Regions from separate parts of the Ovis aries genome. Here region 1 is linked to region 2. Evidence: chromatin contacts called from public Hi-C data. All regions are on one chromosome and are shown on one strand. The core of a region is the stretch at or near the end of the contact, and the rest is flanking DNA. Distances in the headings are between cores, read along the strand shown.

What was found. A called contact is a pair of places that touch in the nucleus more often than the background predicts.
Region 1: a Hi-C map of mesenteric adipose tissue shows a contact between it and region 2, with 4 times the contacts expected there. The contact joins two enhancer-like sites. A contact is called at or near these places in 12 of 16 Hi-C or Micro-C datasets (blood, mesenteric adipose tissue, mixed tissues and 5 more).

What each region holds. Positions count from the first base shown.
Region 1 is chr24:38,648,938-38,654,016 of ARS-UI_Ramb_v3.0, forward strand. No RefSeq gene overlaps it. Among named protein-coding and RNA genes, the nearest start is that of CYTH3, 28 kb to the left of the region's middle. Within about 2 kb of position 1,849, at least 14 of the 54 cell types and tissues checked have an H3K27ac peak or open chromatin away from gene starts, as enhancers often do.
Region 2 is chr24:38,558,059-38,562,716 of ARS-UI_Ramb_v3.0, forward strand. CYTH3 (cytohesin 3) reads right to left here. Exons shown (of 14, transcript XM_060405726.1): 9 at 4,467-4,615; 10 at 4,078-4,189; 11 at 220-296; 12 at 66-137. Among named protein-coding and RNA genes, the nearest start is that of USP42, 48 kb to the left of the region's middle. Within about 2 kb of position 1,398, at least 7 of the 54 cell types and tissues checked have an H3K27ac peak or open chromatin away from gene starts, as enhancers often do.

The DNA.
Region 1 (5,079 bases), core at 599-3,098, 91 kb after region 2:
ATGACGTTTGCCATCTGTACGCGTCCAGTTCAGGGGCTTTGAGTCCATTCACCCTGTCGCACAACCATCCACACGGTCATCTGCAGAGCTCAGACATTGACCCCAGCTGAAACTCCACCCCATTAAATAGTACCTCCCCACCCCCGTTTTCTCTTCCTTGCCAGCTTGTATACTCCTTTTCCCCCACAGTAAAAACAGTGACATCTTCAACACAACAAGCACTCCTGTTTGGGGGGCGGGTGATGACGGGAAGTGTGGCAACTGTCTGATCTGATGGGGATCCGATGGGGAATCTCGAGCAATCAGAGTCAGAATTGGAAAAAAAACAAAAGTGCCAGGCTGCGACCACCAGGCGGGCTGGGTGCCCCCGAGAGCCAGATGGTCTGCAGGGACCCAGGAACCTCGGGGAAAACATGGAGGCTGCAGCCAACCGGGAAGAAGCGAGAGAGGGAGGGCGAGGCCCCATCCCCACCATCGGAGACGCCATCATCCTCACTCCAAGAGTCCCCAGTAATTTTCTGTCCAATTTGGTAGCAATACACCCACTTAACAGCAAATCCAATTACTGTGGCTTCCCCCCATTTATCATCTTGAGTGGGGTTTTGCTTCCATTAGAACTTATAACAAATTACTTCAAGCAGCGGAGCAAAACCTGACTCTCATCTCTTGTTCCCTGTTTGTTTTCACAGTTTGTTTTAGACAGCTGAGGGCAGTGAAAAGGGTCTTGGGCTTCCTAGCTGGCACAAGTGGTAAAGAACCTGCCTGCCGATTCAGGACACGTAAGAGATGCAGGTTCGATCCCTGGGTTGGGAAGATTCCCCTGGAGGAGGGCATGGTGACCCACTCCAGAATTTTTGCCTGGAGAATCCCATGGACAGAGGAACCTGGCAGGCTATGGTCCACGGGGTCACAAACAGTTGAACATGACTGAATCAACAGCGGGCACACACAAGAAGGGTCTTTCTTGGGCAAATAGCTGAGGAAAGGAGCGCAAGGCTGGTGCTGGTGTTCAGGGCGGCGGCAGGAAATGGCCCTCAGCCACAGAGGGGAGGAAGGACTTGGATGACGCAATGAGAGCTCGGGGGCCGCTGGGCGAGAGGGGTGCAGGCCAGGGCACAGGCGGGACCAGACTGTCAGCCTCTCTGCTTTTAAAGGGCAGAGGTGTCGGAGGGCTGGCTTCATCCAAGACTGGGGAGCTTTGGATCTCATGGGTTGGAAGGACAAGGGGTTTAGGGGTGCTCCAGTCTCTGCCCAGGACAGAGAGGTGACACCCTGCTCCATCAGCCCAGAAACAGCATCTCAAAAGAGTCGTCTGTTGCAAACTGCAGCTCCTGGAACAGGCCTGGCCGGCTTCCCGCAGGCGTTTGGCAAGCCTCCGTGAACCAGTTAGCTGGGCTGAGCGGAGGCTCCTGTGTTAGAAGCACCGGTCCGTATCCAGGGCACTGGCCGGGGAGTGAACAGGGGTCTGAGAGCCACTTCCGGGATGCCCCGCAGCCCCTGGGAGATTCCTCAGCACTCACAGGTCTGAGAGTCACTTTTCTCCCCAACCCGCGGATGGACAGAACAACTCCTGTCTTGCTCACCCTTAGAACCTGATGCGCAGCTGCAAGGCACTGAAAACCTTCGCTTCTCACTGCCGATCCCGGAAAACCAGTATCCCTGTTATCCTGCGCCGCGAGCCTCGACCCGCCAGCTCCAGTCTGTTTCACCAAATTCTTCAGCACCCATTGGGTCAAGGAGCCAAACTCTGCTGTCTGTGCTCATCGCTGGAGGCTCTGCGTGCGTTCCCTGAGATGCCCTCACCGCTTTTACGCGTCCCCCCAAGCCCAGGACAGAGTTCCGGCAGGCGGAGGGGATGATGACTCATACTCGACTACACGTTGTTCATAACATCTAAACATCCAGGATCACCCAGAACCAGGCCGTCTGTTTTGCTGCGTAATTTCAAAGAGAAGCCGTGTTTTCAGACTGAAGAAAGCAGGCTTAGAGTAAGTGCCCCGAAACGGTCTATGGTGAAACAGAAGAGGAATGTCTCTCCCAGCCCACCTCCCGGGGACCCGGCTGGCCTGGCAGGAAAGCATTCACTTCCTGCCTGTGATCCAGAGATGCATTATGTCACACGGGGGAGAACTTCCAAATCCTATTTTTAGAGGTGATGAGGGGGAGGCCGAGTCCAGCCTGGAGCTGGAAGGGGCCGAAGGTCTAGGGGCAATGGCTTCCGAGACCCGCCTCCATGCCTCACGCTGTCCTCTCTCACGTTCTGAGTCCCCACGTGGCTCTGCAGGGGGTCGGTACAGGATGTTCCCATGAATCGTCTCGACCCCAGTGAACTCGAGCACCAAGGTCGCGCTTCCAACCCGAGTCTGACCTGTAGCACACACCCCTCTCCTATAGACCCAGGCTGGGTGACAGCCTCCTACAAGATGACATGTTTCCAGAGGTGCAAGATTGAAAGAGACGTCAAGACCCATGGCCACTGGACAATAAAACGCTTGGAATTCAGCACAGAAAGGTCAGGGGGAAGGTTCTTCATTCTAAAATACAGTTTTTCTCTGATTCGAAAAGATTCATGCACCCTGGGGATCACAGAAGCATTATTTACAAAAATCAAGACACGGAGGCAGCCCAACCAGATGAATGGATCAAGAAAATGTGGTATACACACACAGTGGCATATTATTCAGCCACGAGAAAGAAGGAAGTAACGCCATTTAACATGGATGGACCTAGAGATTATCACACGAAGTGAAGTCAGACAGAGAAAGACAAATATCATGAAACATCGCTTACACGTGGAATCTAAGAAAAAAAAAGATACAAATGAATTTATTTACAAGATAGACACAGAAAACAAATGCACAGTTACCAAAGGGGAAAGGGAGGAAGGGATAATAGTAGGAGCTCTGGATTAACAGATGCCAGCTATTGTATACAACATAGAGAAATAACAAGATCCTATTATATAGCACAGGGACCTGTATTCAATATCCTGTAATAAGTCATAATAGAAAAGAATATGAAAAAGGATATATGTTATATATAGAGAGATAAATATAACAGGTATCACAGATAAATAGATATAGAGAGAGACAGCTTAGTCACTCAGTCATATCCGAACCTTTCGACTCTATGCACTATTCCCCACCAGACTCCTCTGTCCATGGGATTTTCCAAGCAAGAATACTGAAGTGGGTTCCATGCCCTCCTCCAGGGGTTCTTCCCGACCCCGGGGATCGAACCCATGTCTCTTACATCTCCGGCACTGGCAGACAGTTCTTTACCACTAGCGCCATCTGGGAAATGCCATCTGATCAGACCCGCATCTGCCTGCATCTCCTTCATTGCAAACGGATTCTTCACCCACCAAGCCACCTGGGAAGCCCTTAGATACAGTAACACATAAATATATATATACATATATTTATACATACATACATATACACACATATATATACATATATATACATATATATACAAGTATATACATATATATATATGTAATTTAATCAATGCTGTACACCTGAAACTAATATAATACTGGAAATAACTATACTTCAATTTGAAAACAAAATTATTAAAAAAAAATAAAAATTAAAAAAAAAAACAACAGGGAGCCTAGACTGGTACTCTGTGATGACCTAGAGGGGTGGCGCAGGGGAGGTGAAGAAGGTTCAGGAGGGAGGGATATATGTATAATTATGGTCAATTCACTCTGTTGTATGGCAAAAACCAACATAATATTGTAAAGCAATTTTCCTTCAATTAAAAAATAAATTTGCTTTAAAAATTTTTAAATAATTTAAAATATTCAAAATCATAGAAAATAAAGACAAAGAGGTAATGCCAGTCTCCATCACGGAAGGCCTTACAGGCAACCTGGTGCTTGTTCAGCATCCATGTGTTTCATTCAGAGAGAATGAGGACAGTCTTGTTGCGAAGGTCAACTATGTGTCAGCTTGACTGGGCCCAGGGACGCACGCCCAGAGAGCCGGTGAGACATTATTTCTGGGTGTATCTCTGAGGGTGTTTCTGGGAGGGATTAACATTCGAATCAGTAGACAGTAAAGATGGGCTGAAATTGGGCTGGCATCACCCAATTCACTGAGGGTCCAGACAGGAAACGAAAAGGACAGAGGAAGGCTCTTCTGTCCCCTTCTTGAGCTGGAACATCCATTGTGTCCTGCTCTTGGACATCGGAGCTCCAACTTCTGGTCCAAGAGTGTTAAGCCACCCACTGTCCATGGATGGCACATTGTTGTTCAGTCGCTAAGTTCTGTCTGATTTGCTGCCACCCTGTGGACTGGCCCTGTCCTTCACTATCTCCCGGAGCGTACTCAAACTCATGTCCACTGAGTTGGTGATGCCATCCAACCATCTCATCCTCTGTCGTCTCCTTCTCCTGCCTTCAATCTTTCCCAGCATCAGGGTCTGTTCCAATGAGTCAGCTCTTCATATTAGTTGGCCAAAGTATTGAAGCTTTATGAATGGTATATCATAACATATCTCAGCCCCCATCATTTTTCGGGGGGGTGGCGCTATTTATTGATTGATTGGCTGCCCCAGGTGTTAGTTGAGGCATACAGCCTCTTCGATCTCAGTTGCAATATGTAGGATCTTTTAGTTACAGCATGTGGGATCTAGTTCCCTGAGCAGGGATCGAACCAGGGACCCCTGGATTGGGAGTGCAGCGTCTTAGCCACTGGACTGCCAGGGAAGTTCCTCAGCCTCCACAATTGCGTGAGCCAATTCCCATAATAAATCTCTTCTGTATCCATGAATAGCCTCCTGGTTCTGTTTTCTTTGGAGAACCCTGACTGATACACTCGTGAATAAGATTAAAAGGCAAAGCCTAAGACAATCCCTTTCTGTAGAGCAAACACGTACAGGAAACCATGTGCAAACTTGTGATCTTTTCCCCCACTTCAGGAGAATGGGGTTTTTGTCTTACAGAGATGGGCGTTAAGAGTTAAAAAAAAAAAAAAAATCACACACCATGTCATAGTAAAGATCTTGAAGAAGCAGAATTGTCACATGTCTGTCTGTAACAGACTGTCCTGCAGAACTTTCCGTGACGGTGGA
Region 2 (4,658 bases), core at 148-2,647:
ACACGACTGTCACCTGGTGCTGGGGGAGCGGGAGGGAAGGGCGGGCGGCGGGGAAGCCAGCTTACGGGTTTCCGCGGGTCCTCCACCTCCCTGATGCTCAGGTTCTCCAGCGGGATGATTCCCCGGGGCTCCTTATCCTGCGGGACAAAGCGCTCAGCCAGCCTCCCCCGCACCCGCCGAGGGTCCCGCGACCTGGAGGACCCGCAGCCCTGCGCTTACCGTCGTGTATTCAAAGTAATAGAGGCAGTTGTCGGTGAGGATGAACCAGCGCCGCTTCCAGGTCTTCACGCGCCCCCCTAAGAGCAGAGGGACCCTGTGAGTCTGGGCAGAGCAAGCCCTACACGAGCTACTGTGCTTTTCAGAAATGCCACTGGGGCCGAGCTGGCTTTTACACTTCGTCCTTCGTGAAAACGTTTCACATTCTGCCCCAGATCCTGGCCATGGTGTGCGGCCTGGCCTGCCCGTGGCTGCTGGGGCCCGCATGCACCCCCGCCCGCCTGCAGGGCACCCAGATGACCCGAGCGTTTCCCAAGTCTGCTTCCTGGAAGAGTTAGTCGTGATGAATGGTCTTAATTTCCCCACATGGAAATGACAACAGGATGAAGTCAGCGCCGCTGCCGGTCTGTCCAGGACTTAATCCCGTTACGTCAGGACCGTCATCGCATTACTGAGGACCTGGGGCAGCCCTGGGATCCATCAAAATCGATTATGGCCTTGGCCCAGGGAATTATTAGATTGAATTAATCTCATAACAAGATCTGGGACACACATGCACACACACAGCTCATCTGCACCCACTCTCCTCAAACTACAGAAAAGAAATCTTTCACTCTCAAATATTCAGTAGAAACCAACTGGCTTCCTTTTCTATTTCTAGTCTCTGCTTCCGACATGACGTTTAAAAACAAAAGTTGAAAGAGAGAACGTGCGCCTGGTGACAGATGTCTGCGACCCACCAGCATGAGGTAAGCAGCAGCTGCCCCGCCCCCTGGCTCCCTGGTGCAGACAGGGGAGACCCTTGTGGCTGAGGGTCACGGACCTGGTCCCTGAAACTGAGGAGCCCAGACAGGGACATGGGGGGACATGAAGGCTATCCAGAAATTGAGGCACAAGGCCTGACATTTGGGGAGATATGGGGGGAAGAGACACACGCAGACACCCAGCTGCAGGGAGGGAGCCCCGTCTGTGGTTTCAGTGCCACTGAGGGGTCCTCAGAGACTGGGACCCTCACCCTTGGGTCACTGATGAGATGTCTGTCCTCATGATGGCCACAGGCTGGCTGGGCAGGCAGGGCAGGTGTGTGGGGCGGCAGCCTCAGTTATGCCGTGAAGAGGGTCCCCAGATTCCCCTGCTCCCCTAATCTCACTTTCCATCCCCGTCAGAAGCATCTGTCCAAATTCCACTGTCCTTGGGGGCCCTCAGACCCTGAGGCCCCTTCATGCCTCCAACCCCCAAGGCCTCCACCCCCTCAAGGTGTGTCTCGAACCATGGGCAGGGATCTCTGTTCTCTTGGAAGGCCTCGAGACTCTTCTGCACCTAGACTCCTGCCCTGCTACACCCAACTTCAGTGGCACGTCTGGAGGAACCCAACCCCTGGTCCAGGTCTTGAGACCAGGGGAGCCTCTTGGGCCAGGGGCAGTGGGCATTGAGACAGAGGTGTGTGGTCAGGTGGACCCCTGAGCCTGGCCCAGCCCCAAGCCCCCTTACAGGGTGGCGGCGGTGACACTCTTGGTCTCTGAGCTCCAGCAGGTTTTGCTGCAGGAGATGGACCAGCTCTGCCCAAGCATGTGTTTGTGACTGGGCTTCAGGACAAGGAGACACACAGACACACACACAGACACACACACAGACACACACACCCCTGCAGGAAGGAGCCTGGCTGCTCCTGACTAGTATGGATAGAATCAGCCCTTTTCTCTTTGTAAACGCCTGCTGCCTGCATAGTTGTTAGCAGACACGGGCTCTCGTGCATACCACGCAAGCCTGTTCTCCACGCCAGCTCTGTGCCAACCAAACTCTTGTGTTAACACATCTGACTCACTCTCAAAACACAGTGACTACACGGTATTTACAGGACCATCATGAAGCTCATCACCAGGCTCTGCTCTGGCGGGGCACCCTGGCCTCCTGAAAGCACGGTCTCCTTTAAGATTAACTTACGACAACAAACCCCCAAGCGAGGTCATGCTAGGACCTCCAGTTCCTAACTTAGCACACGCACGGCCACAGTTCTGGCTTCTCTGCCTGCGTGTGTGTGTAGGCCGTTCAGGGGCCTAGGGCTGTGTGTCCTCACTAAGTACAGGTGTGCACCCAGGCCCAGCCTAACAAAGCCTCAGCACCCGCCTCCTGGGTCCCTAGGGGACCGACACCCAGGGACCCTTCATGGGGTCAGAACCGTAGGCAGGAGTCTGGCGCACTGACCAGCCAGCTGTGCACTGGACACCTTGGGGGACGCTAACAGCTCTGAGAGCAGAACAGCCCCAGGGGCTGAGGCTCCGGGCTGCAGGTGCGACCTGTGCTGTCACCAGCTCTGTAGCCCTCAGCCTTGGGTCTGAGGACAGAGCGGGGGCCGCGGGAACGGGTGAGCAGCAAGCCCTGGGCCCCTGGCCCCTCCCGGGCACCAGCCGGCCCTGTGCCTGTCGGTGCCCTGCCCCAATGCTGTGGTCCGGTCATCTGCTCGACCAGATGACAGGCTGGAACACGAGCCCTGGTGTCAGACATCTAGTTCAGTCTTTAGAGTCACCCAAGGGGCACTGGGGGCACCCTGGCTGCCAGGCAGGCCTGTGCTGTCACCACCCCGGGGGGGCCCTTGCTGGCGACAGAGAACAGGAAGAGCCCAAGTGCAGCTGCTGTTCTTCTGGGCACCTTCCCTGGGCCCTCATCCCAGGCCCACAGGCTGGATGGGATCTCAAAGCCAGGTGTGTCTGGAAGGTCACTCAGGCATTACCCAGGGCCACTGCTACGCTTCTGGCTTTTTAGGCAAAGATCCAAAAGTCTTCCGAACCCTGGCACAGCCAGAGAAAGGTGAGAGCTATATCCCAAATCAGGACAGCCGCCCCACGCTACACACTCTTACACTGGCCACACTGTCACCAGGCCCACGCTCATCCCCTCTTGGTTAAAGACTCAAACCACCAGCATTCCTGTAGGCCCTGGTGTCTGACACACTGTCTGCAGAGTGCCTGCGTCATCTGGCTCATCTCACAGGCTCTAATGTCACCAGAAGAAGGAATCTCAACCTCCAAGAGAATGATAACTCCCTACGGAGCCCTAAGATGGCCCAGAATATATAAATGCTCTTCTGCTTGTTTGTCAATAGTCAAGAGGTTCTTAACACGCTTCTCCCATCCAAGTACTAACCAGGCCTGGCCCTGCTTAGCTCCCGAGGTCAGACAAGAGCACCCGTGTTCTAACACACGCGCCTAGACTCTGCACAGGTGGTGCAAACACGCACTGCCTGGTTAGCGGGATGGGCGGCGGGCGATGTGCTCAGGGCCAAGGACGCGGAGGGGCGAGCTTGTCTCCGCCCGGCATCTCCACGCGCCTCGGTCCCTCACTCCTCGCCCAGCCGCGGAGGGGCGACGCGGCCGCGGCACCTTGCCCTGCGTGGAGGATGAAGTGAGCCCGGCACGTCTGAAGCCACGAGGGCCAGATGGATGGCAAGCAAGTCGGAGCTTCACACGAACCGACAGAGAGACAGGAGAAGAGAGAGCAGCTGGCAAAGGGCAGGAAGCCGCTGGGTACGTACCTCCTACGCAGGACAAGCAGGGACAGCCCATCACAGAACAGAAAGGTGGGAGCCACAGGCAGAAGGAAAACAACAAGAAGGCACATTTAAACCACGCATCGAAAGTCAGCCACACCGAACCAAGAGAGGCGGCGGGCGCCCGGGGGCGGCGCGGCCGCCCGAGCAGACGCCGCGCGGGCGCGCCTGGCCGCCAGGGGCCGCTGTGCGGGGACCTCGGGGAGCCGCCGCCTCCGGCCGCGCGGGGAGGCGCACCGGGCGCCGCGGGGGCTGCGGCGCGGGCGCGGGCGGAGGGGCCACGGCGGGGTCCCGCCCCCGGCGCCGCCGCTCACCCAGCTTCAGGAGCCAGCCCTCCCGGTCGGGGTTGAAGAACGTGTGCGTCAGGTCGTTGCCGTCGTCCTCGGGGATCTTGAACGGCTCGTTCTTGATGCTCTCGTACAGGTTCTGCGTAGGGAGGGCGGCCGGGGCTCAGGCCGAGCGCCACCAGCCGCCCCGCGAAGCCCCCCAGGGCGCGCCCAGGGCCCCTCTAAAGGCCGTCGACTTGGGCGCAAAGGCAGGGCCTGACGCTCCTGAGCAGAGGTGGGGACGGGACGAGGGGGACACGGACCGGGTAAGAGGAACACGGGGCGGGGACGGGGGGGGGCGGCTACCTGGGGAGGGGGCAGGGTACACGGGGAGGTGGGGTGCACGGGGAGGAGGGGCGCATGGCGGGGCGGCTCACCCGCAGCAGCTCCTCGGGGAGGTCCCCGCCCTCGTTGATGCCGCGATTCATGGTGACGAAGCGCTCGGCCGTGGGCTTGTCGCGCACGTTGTGGTTGTGGAGGCTGGTGTTGAGCATGATGATGGCGAAAGACAGCACGTAGCACGTGTCTGTGCGGGGGGGGAGGGTCAGCGCCGCGGGCCATCAGCACGG